Regions from separate parts of the Sus scrofa genome. Here region 2 is linked to region 1. A link is a contact called in public Hi-C data. All regions are on one chromosome and are shown on one strand. The core of a region is the stretch at or near the end of the contact, and the rest is flanking DNA. Distances in the headings are between cores, read along the strand shown. Region 1 overlaps LOC106504715 (a long non-coding RNA gene). Region 2 overlaps LOC100523624.

Region 1 (4,648 bases), core at 553-3,052:
ATAATAGAAACAAATCTGTATATGGTGAGGCCATGCAGGGAACTCTACTCAACATCTTGTAATAACCTAGAATGGAAAAGACTCTAAAAAAGAATACATACATTTATATATGTATTTGTATCACTTTGCTGTATACCAGAAACTAACACGGCACTGTAAATCAACTGTATTTCAATACAAATTTAAAAAAAATTAGGCCACACAGGGCATGTATAGAGGGGAGTTACCTCCCAGCCCCCACAAGAACCCTGTGGTCACACACACGTTTGTCCCTTGCTGTCCCAGCACAAGCAAACACGCAGCACCCGCTCAGTCGCTCCCGAGTGTCAAGACAGTTGTGGCTGTCCTCTGGATCTAGGCTATTTAGTTGACCCCAAATCACCCAGGGCTGTGGTCCAGTTGACTTCCTCCGTTCCCTCCAGAAGTGCTGGTGTGACAGCATGGCTCACAGAGAAGAGGCTTGAACCCTAACACTTTCAGCTGCATGCAGCCCACTACGGGCTGTTATCTCTCTCCACCAGCAGCTGAGGAATAGTCAGGGGTCACTTCCAGCGGTGTTTTCTTCCTTCCTGTTCTTGCTCAGGGTCCGGCAGTAATGACTTTGGCAGAAGTGTTGGGTCACCTTTTCCCAGAGTCAGGCGACCCTGTCTCCCTGGCTGCTGGCTGAGAGGAGCCTTGAGAAGGGGAGCCAAGGAGGAGCCCTGGGTGTGGACTTGGAGCATCTGAGTTAGTCTGGCGGAGGAGCATTTCATCAGCATCTCTACAGGCCCAGGGAGTCTGTCATCTATTGCCAGGCTTGGGTACCACTGTCTAGAGCTGCAGGAGCCACATGTTTGATAGTGGGTAGAACCAGTGTTGGTCTCGGTCCTTCCTCTACTTTAGCAGCGTAGTGTTAACCCACTTCGGACAGCGCAGTGTGCCTGCCTGTGTCAAATCTTTGAGCTGGGTTGGGATCTCATTTTTTATCTCCCCATTTCCACCGAGAAAGACGGCATAGGAAAAAAAAATCTGGAAATAAGACAAGCCTTAATTCAAACCTCGACAGTGCTACTGATATCTCTTAAACTCAGTTTTAACATCTATAAAAGGCAGATGATATAATTTACTGGGCAGGTTTATTGTGAGGCATAGATCTTAGGGCTATTGTGAGATGGTGTTGTTTGAATCCTATGGAAGTATTATTTCACCATTGGGCTCTGAGCTCTTTGAAGGTACAGACAGCATTTTCTGTTTGTCTTTGTATCCTTAACCTCTAACACAGTAAATAGCTGGCACATACTAGATGCTTAAGGTAAACTTCTCAGAGCAGTCTGCCCAGATGCTTCATCTCAGGATCCCCTATATATCCCATTATACCCTCTTGGTTTCATTCATGGCCTCAACTTGCTATATTTGCTTGTGTATCCTCTTTCTCCAAATTAGACTGTCATTTCTATGCTGTCAGGACTTTGTCTTGGTGTTCAAAGTCTAGAACCGTGTCTGGTACACAGTAGGTGCTCAACATATGTGTATCCAGTGGAGAAAGGAAGAAATGGCAGCTATTTTACGAGGACTCATAGTAGCAGTGATTGCACGATGAACTGGAATCAATCCAAACAGAAAAATGAATTGTCTCTGGACAGCTCAGCAGAAGGGGTGAGCACCGCCAGAAGCCCTTGGAGTTTCCTCCTCAGAGAATTCTGCCTGGGAACCTTTCTTTAGGGCTGGTGATTTCCTCAGGCCTCCGCCAGGAGGCCCTTCATGCTGAAGTGAGCAGCGTGAATGAGGTTTCAGGACCCGGACAAGGGCTGCCTCGGAAGGAGCCTGAACTGGGGCCCTCTGAGGCGTGGGGGAGGGGGCCACACCCTCTCCTGGGCTTGGCACCAGGGGAAGGCTCCAGACGGCGCGGGCTCTGTGCCAGCCTGCTTGGTTCCAGTGGGAAAGCTGACCTTGGCCAGGAAGAACCAGGAAGAGGCACAAATGACTCATTGTCCCACATCCTCCAAGGTGAAAACCCAGCAGTGTGTGTGGCCTCTGGGGCTGGACGCTATTGCAGCCTTGGCTCCCTCCGCAGCCCAAATAAAAGCAGTCGGCCAGCAACTCCGGCGCAGCCCAGGAATACAACGCATGGATGTCACCCATTGTCCCGTTCCACACACTTCCCTGCACTGAAAGTTCCTGAACACCGTGTGTAAGTTCCAGTTCTAAAAGTGGAGCACTATTTCCTTCTAAAGACTTAAGACAGCCTTCATTTCCAATCAAGGGCATGTGACATTGTATGGACTCGTGGAAGAAACGGGATCTATTTTCAGGTCACGTGTGAAGAAGGTTGCGGTGGAATGTGCTTTATTTTTATTCACGAGTTTGGGATCCAAGTCACATTTGTAAGATGCGCCACTGCCTTAAGATTCCCACTAGAGGGCACTCTTGGAAAATATTTATAAGTACATATTTTATTGCTGTCAAGGAAATGCTGTTTTTTAGAAGAAGGGTGGGGGAGGGAACCCGCCAACCGGTCTGAATTTCAGGACAAGCCCTTTGCCTTCACTGGGAACTACTCCTGATTCTTTCAGAAGCGCAGCGAGAGAAGGAAGCTGGAGAGCCCAGGGCAGCTGCTTTCTTGTCCTCTGTCCTTTTATCCACGTGGAACGCAGCTGGCCCTCCGGCCTGAGCCCAAATCCCCTCTGCGTCATGGGGTGGGGGGCGCGCAGCCCCACCTGCCTGGAGATTCCTCTTGGAAAAGGGCTTAGAGATGCTGAACTTGGAGGCTTACGGTTTGGTTGGGGGCCTTCCCTTGCAAGCTAGCAGTGGCCGGAAATCCTCAGAAAAGTGCCAGAAAGGGTCAGAAGGGTGGCTGGGGCGCCAAACAATTAAAAATAGGGCTTCCGGGCAGGCAGCCATGGAGATCTGGCTCGATATGTAAATAAGTGTAAATAAGAGCAAGCCTCGGTGCTTGCTGGAAGAGTGCTGTGCACATTTTGTGCAGCCAGGGTTGCGGGGGGGGGGGGGGGGGGCGGCCCTTATTCTGCATACAGCCCAATTTGTAGAAGAAAAAACTTTTTTTTCTACCACAAAAGAAAATAGCTCCATTGAGTTCCATTGGCGGGGCAAGGGAGGAGATTATTCTTAAAGTTAGATTTTGTATTCAACGAATAGAAGAGTGTCAATGAACAAATGAGAACTGATTTTTAGCCACTAACGCCTTGATTCTGGAGCATAGCTGATACCTAGCACTCAACTCTCCCATCCTTGAACATAAACTACTTCTATCCCGGGCTCTGTCCCACTGCTGTGTGTCACCTTTTAAAGTTGACATTAATTCACTCATGTGAGTGACTTCATTTCATCCTGGAATGAGCTCCGTGAGGGGGTGTTACCATCATCATCCCTATTTCACAGAAGGAAACCAAACTCAGAAAGGGGCAAAGACACACAGCAGTGGGACAGAGCCTGGGACAGAGGCAGTTTACATTCTTCCGGGAATCTCTTACTGAGCATCCGCCATACACCTGGCCCCCTGCGCTAGGTGTGATCTGCTGCTGTTTCTTGTGCTTCCTCAGAAAAAAAAAGGAAAAAAAAAAAAAAAAAAAAAAAAAAAAACCGGCTCTCCAAAAGTCAAGGTAAGCCTTTGAGTTCACTTGGGACCATTCCCCAATTCTTCCTGAAGAATGGCTAGAGAAGAAAATGGGGAAGCACAAAGGCAGCCACTTCCTTTGTCCACAAGGGAATCTTTCAGGTAGTCAGAGCCCTTGTCGGTCTGGGCAGGGTGGCAGGGGGTGCTCCTCCCTCCAGGCATCCTGGGATGATCAGGGTAGGACAGTTGCCCAAGACCACAGCCTGCTCCAGGCAGGCAGGCAGGCGTCCGTCCACGCTTCCAGGGGGCTGTTCCTTCTGTTGACCTTGGCAGGGTCTGTGCAGTCCCATTGGAGCAGACAGCGATCTTCAGAAGTCTTCTCTCTTTGCACTGCAGACCTCTTGCTATTTTCTGCAGGGATCGGGGAAGGGGGACTTTAAAAGTGGCTTTGCCGGCTCTGGGGAGAAGCAAGGTGGCCTGCAGAGACTCCTGAAGAGTTCCCCTGTGGCCTATGGGCTACAGCGCCAAAGGAAGTGGGAGATGCAAGGAGCAAAGATGGGCTCTAGGTGGTGGCTCCCAAGGTGTGCCCTGTGGTCGGCTTTCTCTCCACTCCACTCTCAATTTTTTCCCTGAGCACATATGACTTTATAAATGAACACACAGATGCACATGTGCACACCGCTTTAAAACCCAGCTCCTAGGAGTTCCTTTGTGGCTCAGTGGAAATGAATCTCACTAGTATCCATGAGAATGAGGGTTTGATCCCTGGCCTTGCTCAGTGGGTTAAGGATCTGGCCTTTCGGTGAGCTGTGGTGTACATTGCCGACTCCGCTCAGATCTGGCGTGGCTGTGGTGTAGGCTGCCGGCTACAGCTCCTATTGGACCCCTAGCCTGGGAACCTCCATATGCCGTGCGTGTGGCCCTAAAACAAACAAGCAAAAAAACCCCACTCCTGTCCAGTTTGTCAGGGAGAGTAACACCATATGTTGTTAACAGTGACTGTGCAAATAGACACCCGCCTCCTGCAATTCGGATGCAGCAGGGAATCTATACACAGACAGCAACAGACACAATAGATTGGCTCCGTTTGACAAA
Region 2 (4,648 bases), core at 559-3,058, 430 kb before region 1:
TGGTAATTTTCCTAGCATGGGAAGCCTGTGGCAGGCTGTGCAGGGAGTTATCTGGGGGCATTTGAAGCTGGGCAGTCTGTTGAACGTTTTTCTGAAGCCAAGGGCCCTCCCTTCACTGCAGACTTGGTGCATGCTTCTAGGAAGGGTAGTTGATTTCCTGAAAGTATATTTACTGCTCCCTGGCCTCCTGGGAGTTGCCTGGGAGAATCATTAACTATTGTTAAATAAATAAATCCCTCTTGCTGTACAGAGTTGTACTGGTGCCAAGCAATTCCATTGCCAATGTCCGCAGCTGTTCCGGGGAACAGTTGCCTGTCTCTTTGAGGTGCTTCCCCGACTCCCTCCCCAATGTGAATTTTCTATACTCACAGTAGCCTCTTTTAAGTCAACAATTCCCGACAAATTAATGACATTACATCCTGCTCATGTTTTTATGGTGCAACAACAGGCTCAAAGTACAATACCCCCCCCCCAACACAGGCACACCCCACACAATTAATATGGGGTACTTGCTTGGGAAACTCTGGGCCTAGAATTCTGACTGGAAAATAAATCATAACTTTCAATTCATAGGACAAGGCAAAATCTTAATGTTTTTAAGAGGCACTATATTTGGGGGGGAGGGGAACAAGCATTGAGAAGTAAAATGTACAGATTCCTGCATCAGCAGTAAGTACGGATTGAATGAAAATTTCATCCATCATTGACAATATTCTCACTTTAAAAAGGATTTGCTTGGTGTCCAGCTGTCTTCTAAATATTTATATTTCTGGATCCTATCTTCCAGAAGTTCATAACTGTAACATTAACTGGAAAGCAGAGAAATCCACATCCAAGACTGTCTGGACTAAAGGGATGGTAGGGAAGACGGGGAAAGAATCTCACTGTTAAAGGCTGATTAAAGGCCAGTAGAGAAGCACTGAATCCTTTGGTTATTATTGATTCCTAGAGTGCTTGCCCTTTTTTTTTCCCCCTCTTCTGCTTATTGATCTGGCCTTCCTGACAGCGACAGAATATATGAAATAGGAAGTTAAGGGAGATGGAGGAAAAGGCAGGAACAATCCCAGTTCTTGTTTGTTATCGATGTCCTGGCAATTTAATTCCCAATTCTGTGCAAAAAGTAACCTTAGTGGATGGGCGATCGCTGACAACCAGGCCATTTTTCTCCAGTTTCAGGAACCGTGTGATTCTACAAGCAAGGCTAGCTCATCTGAAGACTCACAAGCGGATCAATACTCCGTTTATAGTCTGGGAGGGCCGTTCTCGACATTTGGCTGAGTCGGAAAACGAAGCCACAGAGCTGGAGGCCCAGAGCCTGCTTAATTACCGCCTTTGAGGTAGGAGAGGGCCTGGGAATGCCCAGACCTGAGAAGGTTGCCTTTCTTGAGCACTTCCTTGGACTTCAAACGACTTCATCTCTCTCTCTCTCTCTTTTTTTTTTTTCTTTTAAACTGGATGAGAGGACAAAGTTGTTAGAATTATTATTAAATTTTCCTTTAAAAATAACTACTTGGAACCACACCTCTCTGTAAGAACGACAGAAATGGTGTCTGTGGCTCCGACAGCTGTCGGCTCTGGCGTCCAACGAGCCCTTCCATCTGGGAGTCCCGGGCAGGGAAGGGCGCAGGGGCGTGAGAAAGGCTCTTTTGTATTCAGAGCAGTCGCCGGCAGAGCCGCAGCCTAGCACTGCCAGGTTTTCCTCGGCGCAAGGCGCCGCCGGGAAGCAAATTGGCTCGGGCCGAGGGGCTGGTGGGGGTGACCTGCGTCGCGGCGGGGGCGGGCCCCTGGGGGCGGGGCGAGTCGCGGCCTTTCTCGCCCGGCCTCTCTCAGGAGGGCCCCCGCGCCATAAGCCCCGCCCACGGCCCCGCCCCTCCCCGCCGATGTCTTCCTCTCCCTGCTCCTCCCCTCTCCTCGCCTTCTCCCTCTCCCCAGGTCTTCTCTCCCCACGATCCTCCTCCCCCTGCAGTCGTGGTCCGTCGCCTGCTCCTCTTCCGGGTCTACGACCCTCCTCCCACTGCATTCTCCCCCACCCCCGCCAAGACTGCCTCTCCCCCCAACCCCCAACAATTCCCACCAAGGGCCACCCGCCACCCGTGCCGAGGGCGCTGGAGGGAGGGCGCAGAGACCCTCTCGGGCGCGGGAAGGCCCCGCCGTGGTCCGGGACGCAAGGGGCCCCCAGCAGCTGCTGTCCCACCCAGGGAGGCAGGACCACGAGTGGTTGCGGAAGTAGCTGTCTTCCTCCGCATCCCTCGCCCTGCTCTCTGCCCCCAGTGCCATTTACTCCCATTTGGCAAACTGTCCTTCTCGATATGATTTGTATTAAATAGAAAAAGTAATTAAAAGTCGCACCACCACTCGTACCTCCCCCGCCCTCCCAAACCTCCTAGAGGTTATTTCTCTTCTTTAGCCCAGGTTAGACTAAATACATTCCCTGGAAGCCATCTGGTCTGATTCCCAGGATCCCCACGTATGGTTTCCATTAAACTCGCCAAACCATGCATTGAAAGTGCTGCCTTGGAACCACTCAGGAACCTCCAGGATTTTTGCCCTGGCCAGCCTCATGGATCTCGGGCAGAGGGAGGTAAAGGCCTCTGCTGAATATGTCAGTACCGAATGATCCTGGCCTCATGCTGTAATTATATGCTTTACTACTCCGAGAACATACAGTCCTCTGTGTTATTCATTCTTTCAGTATTTGCGTGTGTTTTTTTTTTTTCCTGTATGCAAAGCAGAGCTTGTTAGAATACTCTTAATTCTAAAACTCCATGTGAGCAGCTGTACAGAGGACTTTACAAAATAACCTGGCCACAGAATTATTTTGATCAGCAACATTTATGTGGATGGGTCTACATCTTCTCCCTTGCTGTCTCCCATTCCTACCCCCGACCCAAGACAAAAAACAAATATTCGCTGTGGAAAAAGAATCCCTTACATGTGGGTTGGGGTTTTCGGTCTAAGAAAAAAAGGGAACAGATAGGTTCATATATCATAATGTTAAAACTGGAAAGTTCCTTAGAATTCATCAACAGTAAGTCTGTCGTTTATTGAAGAGATTCAGAAAGTGTAGTTTAGGGAAGGTCACGTGGCTAATGAGTAAAGGACTAACTCAGAACGGCACCTAATTTGAGGAGAAGACTTGGCTAGATATCAAGTGCTTTATCACGCAGAGAAAAAAGACCCATCAAATTCAGTTCAATTGTAGCAATCCCCCCCACCCCCCGTCCCCCGATTTTGTACTTTACAGACTGCTTTCTGTCCTGCTCTGTCTCTGTCTTGCCTATTTGAGGAGTTACAGCCCTTTGTTCCTTTCCCTAACCTAGGCTTCACGCCTTTCTTTTTTTCTTTCCTTCCTATCCCCCACCCCACTCGAGCCCCAACCATGAGATTTTATTTGGATTTTTAAAATGAAACCAGGTGCTGCTTAAAACAAAAGCAAAGTAATAACAAGGAAAGACTATCCAACGCCTAAGGAATGTGCTGAGTTTTATGACTCAGGCTGTCCTGGCAAAGCGTTCGGACTTACACGGAGAGGTAGGTGGCACAGAGCAAGGACCATACATGGCAGCCCCAGCCTCCCCAGATAGGCACAGTCTAGGCAGCCTGTGACTCACTGCATGGAACCAAGACTTCCCAAGGCTAGAGCCAAAGGATCATCAGCTTTTCTCAACGAGGCCAGTCCAGGCTGACATAGCAGGGGCCATCCTGAGGTTTGGAGGGAAAGGGAGCCTGGGCAGAAGGCCATCCCTGGGAAAGAGACTGGCTTGATGGCCTTGAGCTAGGATTTTGGTACATTGAAGAGATGAGTAAACTGCATAGTAACATGAAAATGAGCACGTACTGTTTTGGAGACAAAGGCTTGGGGCCTCCAGGTGACAGGATTGCCACAGTGCCTCAGAGGAGGGGGATGTGTGGCATTGTTGCTGGGAGCCCCAGGTGGGGGGGTGGGGGGCTGCTGCTGGGGCCGTGTGTGATGAGGAGCGAGGGAAAAGCAGTCAGATTCTGGAGGGCCTTCTGGAGTGCCCTGGCTGATGCAGTCGGGAGAAGCAGATAAGAGCCGGAGTGGTGAACTTGACATAAACACCAAGAGACACCCAGGCACACATCCTCACATTCCAAGGATTCTTTTCCAATGAGCATAGTAATGGAGTGAGATGTACATTTTTCTGTTACTAAGAGGTAGGCTGAGAAAGCTGAGCACACTGAGGGCTAAGGAGAAGGTCTCTGCCAGCAGAGCGGGAGGGTGAGGGTCTGAACTTGGATGACAAGGATCTGCTTGTGCTCCCTTCGTGACACAGGCCTGGGCTGAACGAGCCCCATGGAGCTGCTTCTGCTTCCCACCATGCCATTGAAGGCTGGCCTTAATGAGAATGAACCTTGGCTGGCAGAAATGAGATCTCTGTGCCACAGCCTCACGGAAGGGAGCCTCATTTTGTCCTTTTCTTCTTTCTTTTTCCCCCTTTTCCTTTCCGTGGAATACCTGTCAAAAAAATACACCACCTCTTCGATAATGCAGGAAAAGCTTGGCTTAAGTTTTTCATTAAAGGACACTTACCTAGAAAAATAGTCTTATAAGGACCATGACTGCATAAATATTTATAGTGTGAATGGGTGTCACTCTGGTCCCTGCAGGAGAATGGGCTCATTCAGT

The links. A called contact is a pair of places that touch in the nucleus more often than the background predicts.
Region 2: a contact with region 1 is called in a Hi-C map of skeletal muscle, with 9 times the contacts expected there. The contact joins two enhancer-like sites. A contact is called at or near these places in 3 of 47 Hi-C or Micro-C datasets (heart right ventricle, retroperitoneal adipose tissue and skeletal muscle).

What each region holds. Positions count from the first base shown.
Region 1 is chr8:82,367,620-82,372,267 of Sscrofa11.1, reverse strand. The region is part of intron 1 of LOC106504715 (a long non-coding RNA gene); the gene reads right to left. LOC106504714 (a long non-coding RNA gene) reads left to right here. Exons shown (of 2, transcript XR_001298397.2): 2 at 1-3,579. Among named protein-coding and RNA genes, the nearest start is that of LSM6, 59 kb to the left of the region's middle. Within about 2 kb of position 1,802, at least 61 of the 83 cell types and tissues checked have an H3K27ac peak or open chromatin away from gene starts, as enhancers often do. A contact at or near this core is called in retroperitoneal adipose tissue and skeletal muscle, where this site is marked.
Region 2 is chr8:82,798,976-82,803,623 of Sscrofa11.1, reverse strand. LOC100523624 reads left to right here. Exons shown (of 13, transcript XR_002346751.1): 12 at 1,171-1,337. Among named protein-coding and RNA genes, the nearest start is that of SMAD1, 190 kb to the left of the region's middle. Within about 2 kb of position 1,808, at least 71 of the 83 cell types and tissues checked have an H3K27ac peak or open chromatin away from gene starts, as enhancers often do. A contact at or near this core is called in retroperitoneal adipose tissue and skeletal muscle, where this site is marked.